2 separate regions of the Sus scrofa genome follow, and region 2 is linked to region 1. The links are chromatin contacts, called in public HiChIP or PLAC-seq maps. All regions are on one chromosome and are shown on one strand. The core of a region is the stretch at or near the end of the contact, and the rest is flanking DNA. Distances in the headings are between cores, read along the strand shown.

Region 1 (6,498 bases), core at 1,507-4,006:
CCATGTGGTCTGGAGACAAGTCGCAAGGGAAAGACCAGAGGGCTCTTAGCCTAGTGCAGTTAGTATTTTTAGCAGAGCTTATAATGTAGACATGAGAGGTTATAACACAATGAATTTATTAAAAAAAACATACAGCTGGAAGCACATGTTAGATGATGGAATCAGGATTAAAAAACCACCCAGTAAACTGGAATAAACTTACAAAGATGAAAGAGAAATAAATGTAAAATGCTGCATTTGAATTATAAAAGTATAACCTAGAAATACTGGATGAGGAGGCAGGGGGAGGAAAAGATGTGATGAAACAGCTCAATATGTGCTTTGAATATTAGGTAAGGCAACAGCACAACATGACTGTTAAAAATGACATCAGAAGTCAGCTAGAACAAGGAATGCCTGATCCCTTGGTCATCTTCACTGGTCAAGTAACATGTGAAGCATTAGAAGCTATGCTGATGGCCATATCTTAAGAAGCCATAACAAATGATGGAGCTTCCAAGAAACAACCAGAATTCTGAAGGGCCTCCAGAGCACCTCCCTTTAGAGAACAGCTCAGTTAACCAGAGGTGTTTGGCCTGGAGAAAAGAGGACAGGACAAATGCCTTAAAAGAGCTGCTGTTGCTGGAGGAGTGCCCTAGAGAAAGAGGAACAGCTGTCTTTTGTCTTAGATGGCTGTAGAATTGTGTAGATGTCTTCAGGATTTGGAAAAGTCTGTCCAAGCTTCAGGGAGGCAGATTCCAGCTCAGTACAAAGGAAGGATTCTATGGTCCAACTACAGAATGGGCTGCCTTTCAAGAGAGAATTTCTCCAAACGGGGAATATCCAAACAGAAATCGAATGAAGCCTTTTCACCTAGACTCCTGCGATAACCTCCCAACTGGTCTCCAAACTTCTATCCTGCTTCCGAAGAGCCCATTCTTTCCACAGTCCTCAAAGCAATTTTTTTTTCAAATCTAATTACCCTCTTGTTTAAAACTTTCCAAGGGCTCCCATTTACACTTAGCACAAAATCCAAATTTGAGACTTTGACCTTCAAGGTCCTAAATAATCTGGCCCTGCCTTCCTCTGAAGTTTCATGTCAATTCAATCTTCTCTCCCCAACTGAAGGGACCTGGCACTTCCTGATACCTCTGCCTGTTATGCCTCTGCAAGGCTGACTCTTCATCATTCAGGTCTCTCCTCAAATATTACCTCCTCCGAGAAGCCTTCCATGACCAGTCTATCCTAAAATGACACCACTCCTACTCATACAGACCATTTCTAACTCTATTTTCCTCACAGCACTTTCTACTACCTGAAGTTACAATAACTTCTTTATTTGTATATTATCTGTCTCTCACAGTAACAAACTCCATGAAGACAGCAACTTCAATCTGTTTTGTCCATGTTTTAATTCTCAATTACCAAAACACTACCTGGCACATACTAGGTGCTTAATACATTTTTGCTTTTTTTTTTTTTTTTTTTTGGGCTTTTTTTAGGGCCGCACCCACGGCATACGGAGGTTCCCAGGCTAGGGGTCCAGTCGGAGCTGTTGCTGCCGGCCTATGCCACAGCCACAGCAACGCCACTTCTGAGCCATGTCTGCGACCCGCACCACAGCCCACGGCAACTTGGGATCCTTAACCCACTGAGCGAGGCGAGGGATGGAACCTGCAACCTCATGGCTCCTAGTCAGACTCGCCTCCACTGCGCCACGACGGGAACTCTGATTAATATACACTTTATGAATAAACACGAGTTAATTGACAAACATTTGTCAATGATGTTCTAAAAGGAATGTATGCCCTTAATAGCAGAAAAGTGGACTACCTGTCATCTTAAAGTAAATTCTATATCCAAGTGACAAGTTAGCCCTGACACTGAAGAACCTATAGTCCCTTTACAGAGTAAAAAATCGATACAGCAATGAAGTGTGAAAACTCACTTAACAGAAAATGATAATAATAGACATAGCTAGAAAGTCACTGGCAAAGTTAGAATTTGAAAAGTGACAAGATTAGGTCAAGGCGATTATCACTGGGATCACTTCCTAGGTAAGTCACCAATATACAAAGTTTAGAAGAAATAAAGATGGAAACCTGGAGAAACTTCACTGGTAAATGGTGAGCAAATTTGCAGTATGATTTAAACTTGGAGCCCTCAAGACTGCACAAGAAGAAGTTTGATGCTTATGCGTGCTCAACGAATGCCAAAACGTTTGTCCTCCCAATAGCGGAAAATCTGGTGCCCACCCTAAGGCATTGCTTAGGAGGCCAGAAGATGTACTGCAAATTATACTCCTTCTGGGTCCCAATAGCTACTTCCCTTCTGATTGCTGTTTCACTCCCATCTACATCTTTCCCGCTGACTCCGACAAACATTCCCTGGGCAACTTCCCAACCACGAGGAGTCCGGAGAATGACAGGTGGAAAAAAAAAGGCGGCGGGGGGGAGTAAACTGCTATCTCCATGGAGACCGAAACGACCGGAAATCAGTTTCACTGCCGCCAAGTCTCGCGTAACTACAGGACGGGAATTGGTGTGAATCGCGTGGTGGCCTAGGCAGAGCAACCGAGCCGAGCCGTAGAGAGTCGCGCGCTACTGCGAGTCTGGCCGACAGACGGCTGGGAGCCAAACCTCGTGCCCGTGAGCGTCTGGGAAGAGTCGTGGTCAGGATGAGTCCCGGAAGCTCGTCTACTTCTACGGTGTCTCCTTGGATCACAGCGTGGTCTGTAGTCGGCTACAGGGTAGGGGCGATGGGAGGGGAGCAAGAAGACCTGGAAACGGAATCATCGCGAGAATTGAGTTAATATGTTCCTCCAATCAGCAGTACGGGGAGGGGGTGATGTCATCTGGGAGCTGATGGTGATGAGTTTGGTCAGACTCTGCTTTGAATCGTACGATCGGTACCTCACCTCCCGCGCGGGGACGAGCCCTACCGGCCTCCTTGCCCAAGAGGCGGCTGAGACTGTGCCCTCCACGCCCTTCAGTGCCTGGGAAACATCAGTGCTTCAACTTGGACGTTCTCCTCTTCTCCTACGCAGCTTCCTTAGCGCAGAGAAGGGGCGAAAACTGCTTCTGGGCTGCTGGAACCAGAAGCGTAACGACTTTAGAACTTGTGAGATGGGGTAGGAAATGGGGCAGACAGCCATCCGAAGCCACAGTGAGAATTTTGACCTGGATGGGAAGTACTGAAGTGAACTAACGTATGCCACGGTGCATGTCTTTATTCAGCGACCAGTCAATGAATGCTGTTGTCGGAGCATTACCAGGCGCTATCCTTGAAAGTTTTCCTATTTAGGATACGTATTTTACGCTGATAATCAAATTATGGGTGGTTCGACCCTTTAAAAAGACGTAAAATAAGTGGGTGCCAGCCTCTACGCTAGCAGCTGGGACAGAGGTAGGATCAGAAAAAAGATAGGGAGACTCTGTTCAAGTTCAATTTATTTGGGAAATACTAAGAAACATTCCAGTTCTCCTAAACCTTTAGTCAGATTGGTAATTTTAAGTTTTTAATCATTACTTTTCTCAATTTTATCTCATTTTCGTTCTTTTATCTTTATATATAGCTTTATTACATGTATTGCTAAACATATCTTAGTTTGATTTTGAGCTTTATTTATGGAATCATTTGTTTGATTTCTCTAGGGTTTTGCTTCTTTTGGCATTGCTTTTGACATCCACGGAAAAGCAGGTCCAGGTAGTTCTTTCACTCACTGTTGTATAGTATTCCCTTGTTTAATGGATCACATTTATTCATTCTACTCCTCTGGAGCTTTGAATTGTTTCCAGCTTTGGCTCTGCCAGTCCTGCTGTGAACTCTCTTGTACATATCAGCTGATGAGTGCGTGTAGAATTTTATCTACAGCAATTTTTTTCAAATATTTAATAGTAAGAAATTGATTGTACCTTTAGCCACACATATATATCTGAAACAAAAATTTCTTGAAATATTCGTTATTTTTTTACAGGAGTTAAGCACTCTGATTTTTTTCTTTATTCTTTTTTGAAGTTGTGATAGAGATATAACAGCCATTGTTTAAAAAAAAAAAAAAAAGAAGAAGAAGAAAAAACAACAGGTCCAAGGTGGAGCACTAGACCCCAGGACAGCACACCAAGACTTATTCGCAGTTTCACCCTCTCTCAAGAACAGAATTCCCGGAATTTCTCGATCTGCACGAGCGAGGTAACCTTACCTGAAACAATCCTTTCTTTTTCTTTACTCATATAAACTCCTTTCTCCGCCCTCATTTCTATGAAACCTTTCCATTTTGTACCACTGAACGGGTGCCTTTCTAATTCCGGGATGGGATGCGGCCTGATTCATGAAACATTGAATAAAGCCAACTTCAAGTTAACTTGGTGGAATTTTGTTTTTTAACACCATTTTTAAGTGTTTAACTTGACTTAATATATGTTTCACTGAAATAACTCCCCAACAATCAATGGATTCCAACCCATTTTTAGATTTTGGCCAGACCATTTTCAAGTAAGGGGCCAACATTGTGGCTCTTCACCCCACACAATAAGAGTATGAGCTAGGAGGCAGATGAACACAGTAAACATGTATGTGAAAAGGCAGTCCGTGCCATGGTAAAAATAGCAGGACTCAAAGATAAGAATGTGTGGGTAGAGATTTGTTGCCATTTTAAATAGGGTGGTCAGGAGTTCCTGTCGTGGTGCAGTGGTTAACGAATTCGACTAGGAACCATGAGGTTGCGGGTTCGGTCCCTGCCCTTGCTCAGTGGGTTAACGATCCGGCGTTGCCGTGAGCTGTGGTGTAGGTTGCAGACGCGGCTCGGATCCTGCGTTGCTGTGGCTCTGGCGTAGGCCGGCGATTACAGCTCCAATTAGATTCCCTAGCCTGGGAACCTCCATATGCCTCGGGAGCGGCCCAAGAAATAGCAAGAACAACAACAACAACAACAAAAAGACAAAAGACAAATAAATAAATAAATAAATAAATAAATAGGGTGGTCAGAGTAGAGATTTGCAAGAGCTGTGGCCACCTTGAGGAAAACATTCCATGTGGAGGGAACAGCCAGAGCAGAGGTGTTAGGGCAGGAACTTGGTGTTGAAGAACAGCAAGGAAGCCCGTGTGGCTGGAGCCACGTGAGCAGATTTGTAAGTTAAAGGGAATGAGATGAGGAAGTTTCATTTATGTGAAGCCTTACAAAGACTTTTACTCTAAGTAAAATGGGGAGTCATTTTGAGCAGGAAAGTGATAGGATTAATTTATATTTCATAAGAGTCACTGGAACTTCTTTGTTGAGATTAGACTAGTGAAAGCCACAAGACCAGTGAGTGAGGAGGCTATTGCTATAAGCTAAGCAGGCAGGATGTGGTGGCTCAGACCAGGATGGGTAGCAGTGGAAAGTCTGAAGAGTGGACAGATTCTGGATGTGACTTGGAAGTAAACCAACAGGATTTTCCGAAGGATAGGATATGGAGTCTGAGGAAGAGAAGAGTCAAAGATGATTCCAGGAGTTCTCGTCATGGCTTAGCGGAAACGAATACAACTAGGAACCATGAGGTTACAGGTTCAATCCCCGGCCTTGCTCAGTGGGTTAAGGATCCAGCATTGCCTCGAGCTGTGGTATAGATTGCAGACGTGGTTTGGATCTGGCATTGCTGTGGCTCCGGCGTAGGCCGGCAGCTACAGCTACAATTAGACCCCTAGCCTGGGAACCTCTATATGCCACAAATGTGGCCCTAAAAAGACAAAAAAAAAAAAAAAAAAAAAAAAAAATTCCAGAATTGCTGGCCTGAGCAACTAGAAGGATAAAGTTGGCATTCATAGAATGATTGGGGCAAAAATTTGCTTGGAGTGTATTTGAATGGGTTTGAAAGAGACTGAGAGGAAAGGAATTGACAATGACAAGATCAAGCAGAGACAACTGTAGTACTTTCAGTAGACAGGGGCAAATAAATGGAGAGTTAACTCCCAGGGGAAATAGAGACAAGAGAAAGTTAAGGTTTTAAACTAAAATAGTAACATATTTGGAAAAGAGCATTTTGTTTTTATAGTCACCTGGTACTACCAACTTAAGACCATTTTAAATTCTCTGCTTGAGGTTTTTCAGAATGCAGCATGAATTGGGGCCATGAATCTTTTTGTTAGTAGCTAAATATTTGTAAAAGTGTATTCCAAAGGAATTTTTAAAGAACCAGTAATCCTTAATACATAAAAGTATAAAAGAAAACACTTAAATGACATCTTTTTTTTTTTTGGTCTTTTTAGTCCTACACCCACAGCATATGGAGGTTACCAGGCTAGGGGTCGAATAGGAGCTGTAGCTGCCAACCTACGCCACGGCCACAGCATCGTGGGATCCAAGCCACATCTTCAACCTGCACCACAGCTCTTGGCAACTCCAGATCCTTAACCCACTGAGCAAGGCCAGGGATCGAACCCACAACCTCATGGTTACTAGTCGAATTTGTTAACCACTGAGCCATGACAAGAACTCCCTTAAATGACATCTTATTGTAAAAGTGGCCTACATAAAATATA
Region 2 (6,498 bases), core at 1,162-3,661, 1.1 Mb before region 1:
TACCAATGGGCTAAATTATGATATATTCAAAAATGATATCCTTTACTGCAATAAAAGGAACCAACTACTAATACATGTAACATGAATGAACCTCAAAAATATGGAAAATAGAAGCCTTTTCAAAAGAGCACTGTGTGGTTCCACTTATACTAAATTCAAAAATTGGCAAAACTATCTATTTATAGCAATAAAAATCAGAACAGGAAAGTGGACAGGGATCTGACAAGGTGAGATTAAGAAGGAACTTCCTATGGGTGATGTACTCTTCTATATAAGAGTTACAGAGTATATGTGTTGGTCAAAACTCAAATTGTAACATGTAAGATCCATGAGCTAAAAAATATACTTTCTTTATAGAAGCAAATATGATCGAAAAATGTTTATTTCTTATAATCTGTCAAATCACTGTCATCAATTCCTTCTTTAGAGCTCACTACCAATTTTGTTTCAGTAACACCACGTTGTTTTCCCTTCTAATCCTGGGTTGTTCTTTAAATAAATCTTCCCCCTCCACTCTCTCTTCATTTCTCTGTAATCATAACTCCACCTTTCTTCCCTATACACTCCCTGGATGATTCCCCCTACCACAATTTCTACTACCACCAATGGGCTGAAGACACCTGGAACTATTAAACTCCATATTGATAAATCCAGCTGCAACCAAACATGACATATCGCAAACTCAATATTTATAAACCTGGACCCTTCCTCTCCAATCCCACACCTCCCAAAAACCTGCCCTTTTTCTTGCCCTCCCTATCCTAGTTTTTGTTTTGCTTTTTAAGAGCGCTCAGGGCATATGGAAGTTCCCAGGCTAGGGGTTGAATAGGAGCTACAGCTGCTGACCTAGACCACAGCCACAACAACCCATATCTGAGCCCCATCTGCACAAACACCACAGCTCACAGCTCACGGCAACGCAGGATCCCTAACCCACTGAGCAAGACCAGGGATGGAACCCGAGTCCTCATGCATACTAGCAGGTTCCTTACCACTGAGCCACGATGGGAACTCCTCCCTATCCTAGTTTTAACAACAAATCCAATCTTAGATTGAAATCATTCTTTTTCTTTTATGGGGGGGCAGCTGCTGCATATGGAAGTTCCCGAGCCGGGGATCAAATCCGAGCTGCAGCTGTGTCAACGCTGGATCTTAAACCCACTGCAGCACGGCGGGGATTCCAGATTGAAATCATTCTTAATCATCCTCCCCCTTGAGCAAGTTACAGAGTTCCATAGGGAAAAAAAAGGCTGTAACAACAATGAAGCAGGAGCATTCCTTAGGCCTCACCTGGGGCCTTACTATCCCAGTTTTCCAACTGCAAAACTCATCAACTCTTCCCACATTACTCTGAGGATAAGGAATGAATATCATGGTATCTATGACTTAGCTTCCAGAGAATAGCCACCCCTTATCTAGTAACAGCCACCTGACCTAGTCACTTAACACACCTCATTTAATCTAAACTACAGATGACCTAGGGGAAATTGAGTTCACAATAAATTAAATGACTTAGTCAGGGTCATAAAATTAAATCAGCTAAGCCAGGATCTAAGCCCAGATTAAGAGGGTGGGACTTTACAGTCCCTCATCTCTGACCTACACGCCGGAAACTGATACTCCAATTGGCAAAATCTGAGTGAAACTGCAATACTTTTCAGACCACTCGAATAAGAGCAACTGTCAACCATTTTACAGTAGGCGAAAACGTCAGCTCTCTGCACGTAACTGCACAGGCTCACCCAAATATTTGAATTAGCTAAATATCCTAATTTTGATCATAAAACCGCTCCCGTCCCAATGGCTTCCGTCGGTGCCATCATCCCAGCTCTCAAATCTGGTGTTTGAATGAGGCTGTCTTTTGGGCCGTGGCAGTAGTATGACAATGAGGCACTGAGGAGACTGGAAGTTGGACCTCCCTAAAAAGGATGGGGCCAAACTTCGGACTAGGACGGGTCATATTCTGTGCCCCGCAGACCCCATGAGACACCCCACGATCCACAACCAACAACCCGGGGGTCACCTTGACCCCTACTAAGTACCAGGCCCAGCTTCACACCCGGCCAGCGTAGCCGGGGGAGCACCTGCGGAACTCGGCACCTCCACGGCCGCGGCAAGGGGGTGAGAAGAGGCGCGGGGCGAACTAAACGAACAGCAGGCAGAAGCCTCGCCTGGCTCCAGAGCCAAGACTACCAGGAGCAGAAACTCGGGCCGTCCCTTCTCCCCTTCTCGCCACCCGTACCTGAGGGCTATACGCGTCGGAAGCCCATGCTCCCGTCAACTTCTGCGTAAAGCCACTAAACTTGTAATACATGATGCCCAGTGTCCGACTTCCCGCAGCCGCTGCCTGCGCGACCGCCCTAGAAAAGGACCCCGCCTTCCCCGCTGTCGCCCCAAGGCTCGACTAAAGGACCCTGCGCCAAGAGCCGGGGTGCCCAGAGATCGCCTAATTTAAAACATGCCCTCTTAAGCCACTTAAGGGAACGAGAAGCCAGGTTCTCAGGGACAGAGAAGGCAAAAGCGACTCTAGAAGAGCGCGGAAAGAAGCCGTTGCGCGGTGTATAGGAAATATGAAAGTTCCTCTTCCGCACCCACGTTCAGATTCAGGCAGTACCAAGACGCCTTAAGAATTGCGCAAGCGCCCCACGGATCAAGCCGTAGGCTTAGGGGCTTGCTGCAGTCGAGGGAGCGGCCTCGGGGCGGGGCCTTGGTGGGCGGGCCCTTGGTGGGCGGGGCCTAGAGCTGGGCTAGGTTGGGTGAATACTCTTACTTCCTGCGGGGAGGGAGCCTGTGCTCAGTTTGAGGGTTTCTCCTCCTTTACCAACTTAACTGTTCCCCTTCCTAGGTCGCCTCTTGAAGCGGGTTGGCTAGGCCTCTCTGGCAATCTAGGAATGGGGGGAGCAAATAAAATAAAAATAAAATTTGGAAACACTTGCTGCAAGCTGTTTAGTTCTAAGGGCTGTTAGGGGTTTCACCCCAATAATATATAAAGATAGCCTCCTAGGCTTTGTGTAGAGGAAATACATCGTGACCTATGAACCTGAGGCACAGGGACATAAATTTTGCACAGTTCTCAAAACTGATTTTTAGTCTTATCTAAGTTTTTTGGGAATCATAAAAATCATCCTTTTCCTGGCTTCTGCCCTTCCAGATAAATGAGGTGGGGAGTGTAGGGAAGGTGGATTAGCTGGAAAAACCTGAACCTTGAGCCTGAAAGATCAGGACTACCAGTTTCAGTTTTGGTAATATCCACTTAAGTTTTATTTAAAACTGTTTTTAGACCCTCCAGTCTGTACAAGGCACTGTGTAAAAGGTGTATGTATACTAGTTTCCTCCCTCCAGGAATGGAGCAAAGCTTTTCTTGAATTTATCATCTAACCAGAGGTCTTCACAAGCATATTACAGGTGCATGCATAGTGCATTTATGAAAGCATGTGGCAAACCGATGGGTGATACTAATCTGTATATAGCATTTTCCACAAATAAACATTCAATCTTTATAACCATCATATGAGATAGGTGCTGTTATCTCCATCTTACTGTACAGGAAAATGAGGCCCAGAAAAGCTAAGTAACTTGAAAAGGTCAGATATTAGTGGCAGAGGCAGTCATCAGGCTCAAGGGTCTGCACTCTTAATTAAGCACTACATAATAGATAAGTAGATATAAATCCACTCTGAGGACGATGAAGACTGAGTATTCCAGAGCAAGGGTATACACCAACATCCCAGCTTTGACAGGTATAAGCCCAAGAGCCCTAAGGGTTCAGCACTGAGAAGACTCTGAAAAGATTTTATATTTGATCATTTTATTCATATGATCAACCAATCCAAAGTCACTACTTTTACAAAGCAGCATTGCAACATAATAGAAAGAATGTGTGATTTGGTTTTGAGTTGCAATTTCTTTAAGGCTGAGTGATTTACAGCTAGTCATTTACATTTTTCTGAGCCTCGATTCGTCTTCTGTCAGGCAGGAATCATCATCATATCTTCCCTCACTAGTGTTATGAGAATCAACAGTTCAGTAGGTTATAAAGCTTACACACATGGTATGTTGCTGATCTTACCTTCCAGTCATTTCGCTTTTCCATGAGTCTTGGCTATACGTAAGAATCCTGGTTAGCTTTTCTTGATTACTCTAAATTTAATTAATTAAGTGCTGGAATCATTCCCACCAAGAAAGGAGAATGAGCTTATGTTGTGTAGAAAAAGGTCCTTCACAGAGTTTAGATTGAAAAGAGAAATTAAATGATTTAGGACAGCTCCCTATCTCTACCCCCACTGTTTTCTAGACATATTTTGGAAGAAAAAATTAGAGAACATTCCCTAACTTTCAGCAGAACTAAGGTGTAACAGCTTCTTGAAGTATAAAGGTGCCTGTCAACACTGGTTATTTTCTTAAAGTTCCTGCCATCTGATTTTAGATCCTGCAAGACATAAATTAAGAATCCTGAAAATGTTACAACAGCCGGGCTGTTCAGTGGGAGATGAAATGTCAGTAGCAGAGTGTGGGTTGGGATGTCACATGGAGTGGCTGATCATAGGAAGATTTTGTCTCATTTCCCAAATAAAACGCAGCACACTCTGACAGCACTAAAGCACCCTATTCTCATTCTTATTTGCATAATCCCACCCAACATCAAAGCATAATCTTTCTTTATATCATGAAGAAAGATGTCCCTTCAGATTGTTCCCTAGATCCTATCTTGAGGAGAAGTGACCACAATTCATAGTGCAGAGAGGCTTGTCAATCACCAAGTGATTTGAGTGAGTGCAAATGCCAGTCTGGCTCCCACGGAGTCAAAATGCTGCTGCCTCTCCGTTTGTGAGGGCTGTGTGCTAATGGCCTCTGGCAGGTCGCTGTGTGAAAGCCCTCAGCAATGGATGGAAAACCAATATAAATTTTAAATTGGTTGTACTGAATGTAGATAGGAATGCCTCCATGAGAAATAGTTCTTAATTTTTTTTTTTAAATTCTCCAATTTTCTCAGAACTGACTTTTAAAAATTCGATGCTGGAGTTTCCGTCGTGGCACAGTGGTTAACGAATCCGACTAGGAACCATGAGGTTGCGGGTTCGGTCCCTGCCCTTGCTCAGTGGGTTAACGATGCGGCGTTGCCGTGAGCTGTGGTGTAGGTTGCAGACGCGGCTCGGATCCCGAGTTGCTGTGGCTCTGGCGCAGGCCGGTGGCTACAGCTCCGATTCGACCCCTAGCCCGGGAACCTCCCCATATGCCGCAGGAGCGGCCCAAAGAAATAGCAAAAAGACAAAAAAAAAAAAAAAAAAAATTCAATGCTCACTGGGTCTGGCAGAGTTAACATGCATAAATCCTACGGTTGCTGAGGTCACTGGAAGCCCCTCTTTCTGATTCCTTCAATCCTTCCTGTCTTCAGAAGTGTTCATATATCACCTGGCTTTGGCATCGCCAGTTGAGAGCAGAAATATGAGTGATGAGCATTTGTTCCAGGCTGATTTACCATGGGGAGGGCATCTCCCAGATAAGGAAGGCCCTGCTTTCCCCTACTTAACTGTTTCTTGGCTGCCAAATCTGCAAACCAGAGAAATTTTCCAGCCTGGAGAAGCACATTTGTGTACATAGATTTTACCCATTCAAAGGTAGCTTCCCTGGTGGAAAACAGGCTATAATAATGTCGTGTTATACTGTAGTGTTAGCTTTTTTTCAGAGCTGCAGTTGGAGCCTATGCCGCAGCCACAGCCACACCAGATCCAAGCCATAGCTGTGACCGGCTCCACAGCTTTCGGCAACGCTGGATCCATAATCCACTGAGCGAGGCCAGGGATCAAACCCGCATCCCCACGCACACTATGTTGGGTTCTTAACCTGCTGAGCCATAACAGGAACTCCATGTTAACTTTTTTATTGTGGCTGCGTCTACCCTCTCTTTGGTTAAAAACAAAAAAAGAAAGACAATAGAGGGAAAACATTTTCCTAGCATTTAAAACTGCTAGTGATATCCCTAAAGAAAACATCCTCAGTAAAAGACTGGAAACCAACATGGAGAGCGACATGCACTTTATGATTCTCAGAACGATGACACCATTCATGCAATTATTCAGTAATTTTCGTGTGGCAGAATTAGATATCTCAGCTGTCATCCCTTAAGTCTTTTGTATCAAATAAAGCTCTATCTGGTGTGGAAATTTTAAGTTTGTCTTTGAAACCCGAAATCTAGATTATATCGTTATTACTGAAAAAAAATTAAACCTCTGTCAAAGCATGGTAGTTTCATAGCAAAGGAGTGGAGGGTCTGAACGATGCATTTCTCACCCAAAGGCGGGGGAACGGCAGCTGGGACTGCAGTTGCTGGGACAGCTTTATTGCAGTACAGGATGAACATATTGACATCAACTCCCTGCTCTGACCTTCTCGTTGTTGAATGTCAATACGGCGTGTGAAGCTGCCTCACTTTTGCCTGCCCGCTTTTCGTTATGTGCAAGTCAAAAGCACATCCACAGAGATTATGGATTTAACTCA

Evidence for each region. HiChIP or PLAC-seq counts read pairs in DNA pulled down with a chosen protein or histone mark.
Region 2: an H3K27ac HiChIP or PLAC-seq map of alveolar macrophages shows a contact between it and region 1. The contact joins the promoter of LOC100516606 here to the promoter of THADA in region 1. A contact is called at or near these places in 1 of 5 promoter capture datasets (liver) and 1 of 2 datasets of contacts at active chromatin or transcription factors (alveolar macrophages).

The regions. Positions count from the first base shown.
Region 1 is chr3:96,868,436-96,874,933 of Sscrofa11.1, reverse strand. THADA (thyroid adenoma-associated protein) reads right to left here and starts at 2,756. Exons shown (of 40, transcript XM_021088406.1): 1 at 2,619-2,756.
Region 2 is chr3:97,947,028-97,953,525 of Sscrofa11.1, reverse strand. LOC100516606 (cytochrome c oxidase subunit 7A-related protein, mitochondrial) reads right to left here and starts at 2,411. Exons shown (of 4, transcript XM_021087580.1): 1 at 2,243-2,411. The coding sequence starts at 2,314.